Linked DNA regions of Mus musculus: region 2 is linked to region 1. The links are chromatin contacts, called in public promoter capture Hi-C maps. All regions are on one chromosome and are shown on one strand. The core of a region is the stretch at or near the end of the contact, and the rest is flanking DNA. Distances in the headings are between cores, read along the strand shown.

Region 1 (3,205 bases), core at 481-2,980:
AGGTCAGAGGGCACTCACCAGGTTGCAAACCCTGGACTAGAGACACCCAACTGCTCAGTGTCGCCTCTGGCCACCAGACCCCAAAGACTTGATGTGTGGCAGCCTTTGGGAGGGGCCGGAGAAATAATATATGAATCGGTGAACCCAGGGCTGATTGTAAACACAAGTCACAGTGACTGTTAATGGCCTCGAGACACGCAAGTGATTGTTCCAGTACCCCAGAAGGAGCCAGTCCAAAAACAGTCTGATTGGTTCAGGGGATTGTGAGCCTGCAAGACTGTAAATGATTACACACTCGGGGCCTGGGCTTGGAGCACTAGCCATTTGTTAACACAGAGAGAGCACATAAGAGAGTGTTTGGGGTTTGCTGGTTAGTTGACTATTTGAAAAGTGCTGTCCTGCCCTCAGGAGATACCTGTGGGGGCAGGCAGTAATGGGGGGGGGGGAGAGCATTGTTTGATACATGGCCAGACACCCTAGCAACTACTGTTCAGAGAGTCAAATAAAGGTGTCAGTTTCACTGTTTTATTGTGCGAACTTATAGATGTCACCTTGAGTGCAGTGGCGAGCCGAGAGTTCCACCATCAGAAACCTAACAAGGTTCACCCCACGGAGCAGCCTGTCTTCGGGGTAAATGGAGAGGAAGCAGAGTTGAACCAAAGCAGTAAGGAAAAGAGAGGACCAATAGTCCAACTATGCAAGCAGACTGAAACGGCGAGGTCAGGAATTACACAAAGCCGGCCGTCTGAGTCCAGTTCAGGATGCGGGCAAGCCCTCTCTCTCACTAAGCCCCCAACCTGTCTCGGTATAGAACACACACTGACAGGTCTCAGGAAACCAATTGTGAAGTGATAAATCACGAAAGCCTGGAGTCATTAAAAGAAAGGTTAAATCTGTTCAACACAACCAGTTTAAGAATACTCAAGAAAAATGCCCCTACATCCAAGCAACCGTACCATTACAAACGGGAAACAGTTCGAGGGGATGGTTACAGGTCTGACATAGTGTCTGGGGCCTCCTTCCTTGACGAGGCTGGATAAACGGAACTTCACCCGAAAACCATATTGAGGTCTTTTTTGCCTCTCTGCATGGTGTTATTTTGGTAGCAGGAAAGCAATAAAAATGGGGCAAGGGGAATAAATGGGGACTTAGCGTTTGTCCTTCCATTAAAAAACAATCTTGCCCGCCAGCTCGGGCGCACACTCGGGCGCGGGCCGCTCAGTCCGCCTGGCTCTTCCTGATGGCTCGCAGCGGGTTGTGGCTCCTGACCAACATGTTCTCCAACCGCTGGCAGTGTTCACGAAGCTGCTTCTCCCGGGGCAGGAGGAAGGTGAGGACCTTGTTGCGGACGATGCCTCGGTCCTCCTCCTCCCTCAGCCGCTGCTTCACTCGCGCCGCCTGCTCCTCCTGCTGTGCCAGGACGCCACTCATCTGGCAGAAGGCGTCCTCCAAGTAACGGATGGCCTTCAGTGCCTCCTCCTTGAAGTCCTCCAACTCCCTTTGTACCCCGGCCACCTTCTGCTGTAGGATCTCCAAGTCGGCCGGCAGAGGGAGGTAGGAGGGCCATGACTGAGACAGGGAAAGGTCCCCAGACTGGAGCCCGCTTTCCACCATCTTCTTGCCCTGTAAGGTATTCACCTTCATAAGAATGGACCCTGCCTGAAAGAGGGCTTCCATTATCTCCTTCTGCAGAGAGGAAGCCAAGAAACTGAGTCAGAGATTTGGGAGCTAGAAACACTATCACTTGAAGTCGTTGGACCCATCTCATTGTGACATCACGACCCTTCAGCCAATCAGAAAGAAAACCCCCAGTTCACTATTTTGCATATTGTTGGTAACCTACAGATTTACTGCGCTTCCCAAGTCTCCTGAAATGAGGCTTTTCATTAATCGGTCACCCAGTCAGAACTGGCGTTCAAGCGTTCCTTTAACCCCGAGGGCAAATCTGAGGGAGTGGAGAAAACTGGCTAAGTCAAGGCAAGCCAGGTCAGGTTCACAGGCTGCCAAGACCGAGCAGTCTCCTACCCCATAAGGAGCACAGCTGATTTCACGGCCTGGTGTCTGGGCTTCCTCGGGCTCACCAATAGGACAAAGGCATTCTTAGAAATGATGGTGCAAGATGCTAGAGGAGTAATCCCATCCCATATCCATATTCCCGCAATGGCCAGATGATGCCAGAATGCATAGGTGATCGACTTACTGTGATAAATGTGTGTGCTCTTAAAGGGTGGTTCACAGAAATGCCCGAGGGATAAAAGTGAGCCGTTCATATTCATTCAGTTAAAACTTCCCGGGTGCTTGCCGGATTCTGGAGCTAGGGAATGAGTGTAAGTAATGTTTCCCAACGTTCCTGGATGGTGGCAGATAGGAGTCTGTGGATACGGGTAAATCGTGTGGTTTTGCCTGGTTACTCTAACAGAGGCAAATGTTCCTAGCCACATGTGGCTCAGTCCAAAACTCTGCCTTTGTATATTGCAGTCTCTTGCCCAGACCTCCCACTGGGACTCCAAACATAAACGCCCCCCCCAACAACCGACCTTGAAGCCAATCCATCTAGAGCTAGATAAATTACCTCTTCAAACTGGTTCCTGCTCTCCTATCCTACCAATGACCCTTCCTGGGACAGCAGCCACAGCAGCATCTAGTGCCAAGTTTTAAATGTCTGTCTCCTTCCCACCTCATGTTGAAACTGACATCCTATCAGCGTTGAGAAGTGAGGGGCTTTTGAAGGCAGAGCATATCAGATGGATGGTGTCATCTCTAGAATGGGGTTCATTACCGTAATCATCTCTGCTTGACCCCTTTTCTGTTTCTCTTGCCACCTTTGCCTTTCTTCCACATGGGAAGGCATAGCATGAGAGTCCTCACCAGACACCAGCTCCCTGATTTTAGACTTGCCAGCTTCTGGGATTACAGAATTACAGGGAAACAAATGTTTTTGTTGTTTTGTAGATCTCTCAGCCTCTGATATTTTATTTTGTCACTGTGGAACAGCACAGAGTAAGCTCCCGGGGGTTAAACTAGACTCTGCCACTTCCAAGTGACCTCGAAGGCTGTTGTTAGGTCTCTTATCTCTGAGCAGCCTATCACCCACCTTCCCGCACTGGAGTCCAGGCTTCACCACTTAGAAGCAAGGTCTCACTGGTAGATCACCTTTCCCCCTAGAGACCCTGTTTTCTTCTCTGCATTTCTGAGAGCTGTAGTA
Region 2 (3,205 bases), core at 483-2,982, 610 kb before region 1:
CCTGTCTACAACTATGAAGCCAGTGATGACCTTGAACTCCTGAGGACCCAGGCATGCAGCATCCTTCCTGGCTTGAAGCCGCTGTTTCCTGGCCCTTTCCTAAATCTGCTGTGGACACCTCGACCCAGTTTTTCTAGTTTCCCACTGCTGTGGTGTCGATGAGGGCATTCCTCCTAGAAAACAGAGCCTCAGTGCTGGCTTCTGCCTCCTGGTGATGTGGGGTAGGAAGCAAGAGGAAGTATAACACTCCAGTGGGGTGGCCATCTCAAGGAGAAGACAGCTATAGTTCTCTGGGGGCTACTGTGTGTGTAGGCTTGAAGCTGAGCTGAGGAGGAGCCCTTAATAAACAGGCCTACGGTGAGACATGAATAGGCCACTTGGCCCCAAAACTCAGGTTCTCTTTCTTTCTGTATTTATTTATTTATTTATTTATTTATTTTGGTTTTTTGAGACAGGGTTTCTCTGTATAGCCCTGGCTGTTCTGGAACTCACTTTGTAGACCAGGCTGGCCTCGAACTCAGAAATCCGCTTGCCTCTGCCTCCCGAGTACTGGGATTAATGTTTTTATTTTTTAATTTAATTTACCATCAGTGTAGGGGTGATACCTGTGTGTGCATGTGTCATATAGCCTGCACATGTAGATCAGAGGACAACTTGCAATAATTGGTTCTCCTCTTCCACCACGTAGATTCCTAGGATCAAATTCAGATCCTCAGGTCTATGTGGCAATTGCTTTTTCCACTGAGCCATTTTAAAGGCCCTTGTTATTTTTTTTTTTCTCCTGCCTCTGCCTCCTGGGTGCTGGGAGCAAAGGCATGAGCCACCCATGCCCTAAGGCCTCTCAATTCTTAATTATCTGTCCTTCCTCCTACTCTGGGTTCTGGAATGGCTATGTTCATTCATGCCCAGGCAGCTAGCTCCTGATTCTGGAAAGAATGGAGAACAGGGGGTAAGACATGAGGTTTGAGCAGATTCTGCGAGGTTATGGTACCTTTTGAAAAAGTAGTCTTGGACTGGCGAGATGGCTCAGCGGGTAAGAGCACTGACTGCTCTTCCGAAGGTCCTGAGTTCAAATCCCGGAAACCACATGGTGGCTCACAACCACCCATAATGAGATCTGACGCCCTCTTCTGGTGTGTCTGAAGTCAGCTACAGGGAGCGGAGTTGACCGGAGCAAGCAGAGGTCCTAAAATTCAAATTCCCAATAACCACATGAAAGCTCACAACCACCTGTATAGCTACAGTGCACTCACATACATAAAATAAATAAATAAATCTTAAAAAAAAAAAAAGAAATAAAAAGGAAAAAGTAGTCTTGATCAAGAGACCACAGGAGTGGCCTTATGGTAAAGGTAACAAGCCAGGTCCACTCCTAGCTGGAATCTCTGTATTCCTCATCAGTGAGATCTAAGCTGGGCCTGAAGCTCCAGCTGCTCCTCCTGCCCTGCTAAGATGAACCAAAATAAATCCTTCCTTTCCGTTGCCTCTTGTCAGGTATTTGGTCTCAGTGACAGAGAATGTATCTAATCCGGATGTTCAGAACACAGCATAGAACATCATTTCCAAGACTGGAAGAGACAATGTCCTTCTTTGCCCATGTCTTTGTACTGCTTACTTATTCTGCAGGGATCCGTGTCTCCTCCAGGCAACTTTGTGGAGAGTTGCACTTCCAGGAGATAAGGATGCAGAGCTAGCCAGCAGCCACCAACCGGAGGCAGAGTCTCCTCTCACTAAACTTTCTGGTGAGACTTAAGGCTCAGCTGACAGCTTGACTATGACATCATAAGAAGCCAGAGGCAGCTTGCTAAGCCTCACCTGGACTCCTGACCTAGAAAAACCATTAGGTAACAAAAGCTCTGTTGCTTTAAGCCATGACCTTTTGGGGCAAATTGCCACACAGCAGGAGGCAACCAAGGAACTGCCTTGTCTCAGATTAAAAGAATGATGGTTGCTGTTAAGCTGGTGTGGAGGCAGGAGGATCAAGAGTTCAAAGCTAGCCTCAGCTACGTGGCTGAGCTACAAGACACTGTCTCAAATGACAAGAATGAAGCGTTGGGAACAATAGAGCCTGGGGTAGATAAGAAATGTTAATGAAAAGCTGGGCTGAAGAGATGGCTCAGCTGTTAAGAGCACTGACTGCTCTTCCAAAGGTACATACTGCGTTCAATTCCCAGCAACACACGGTGGTTCACAACCATCTGTAATGGGATCTGATATCTTTTTCTGGTGTGTCTGAAGACAGCTACAGTGTATTACACATAAAATAAAAGCCTGCAAGGGTTTGGCTTAGTGTGTGTGTGTGTGTGTGTACACTCATGCTCTGTGAGATGCTAACAGAAAGACAAATGAGGCAACTTCTTTCCTGGGGTACATGTGTCCAGGGATATAATGTATAATTTAATTCTTATTTTATTTATTTATAAACATATATATATATTCGTGAATGCTTCACGAATTTGCGTGTCATCCTTGCACAGGGGCCATGCTAATCTTCTCTGTATCATTCCAATTTTAGTATATGTGCTGCCGAAGTGAGCATTGATTCTTTTTTTTTTAAAGATTTGTTTATGTTTTAGTACACTAGCTGTACAGAGGTTATGAGCCTTCATGTGGTTGCTGAGAATTGAATTTAGGACCTCTGCTTGCTCTGGTTGGCCCCACTTGCTCCAGCCCAAAGATTTTTATTTATTATTATAAATAAGTACACTGTAGCTATCTTCAGACACACCAGAAGAGGGTTTCAGATCTCATTATGGATGGTTGTGAGCCACCATGTGGTTGCTAGGATTTGAACTCAAGACCTTCAGAAGAGCAGTCAGTGCTCTTAACAATTGAGCCATCTCTCCAGCCCGTTGTTTTTTTGTCTGTTTGTTTGTTTGTGGTTTTTTTTTGGTTTTGATTTTGGTTTTGGTTTTTCAAGACAAGGTTTCTCTGTGTAGCCCTGGCTATCCTGGAACTCACTCTGTAGACCAGGCTGGACTCGAACTCAGAAATCTGCCTGCCTCTGCATCTCAAGTGCTGAGATTAAAGGTGTGTACCACCACTGCCCTACATATTCTTATTTTCTAAGAGAAGAATGGCCATACACAAAGTGCCTTAACTAGGAGGCCCAAAGCTGGTTCTCTTAGTTTAGACACCATGACCAAGGCAACTCTTATGAAGGAAAACATTTAATTGGGGCTGGCTTACAGTGTCCAGGTTCAGT

The links. Promoter capture Hi-C pulls out the DNA fragments that hold promoters and counts their contacts.
Region 2: a contact with region 1 is called in a promoter capture Hi-C map of embryonic stem cells, with 4 times the contacts expected there. The contact joins the promoter of Scpep1os here to the promoter of Ccdc182 in region 1. A contact is called at or near these places in 4 of 39 promoter capture datasets (cranial neural crest, embryonic stem cells, liver and 1 more).

What each region holds. Positions count from the first base shown.
Region 1 is chr11:88,292,568-88,295,772 of GRCm38.p6, reverse strand. Ccdc182 (coiled-coil domain containing 182) reads right to left here and starts at 1,730. Exons shown (of 1, transcript NM_028859.1): 1 at 512-1,730. The coding sequence starts at 1,677. The coding sequence ends at 1,219.
Region 2 is chr11:88,904,455-88,907,659 of GRCm38.p6, reverse strand. Scpep1os (serine carboxypeptidase 1, opposite strand) reads right to left here and starts at 1,732. Exons shown (of 5, transcript NR_045955.1): 1 at 1,616-1,732; 2 at 992-1,186. Gm23507 (a small nuclear RNA gene) reads right to left here and starts at 2,539; the gene lies at 2,433-2,539.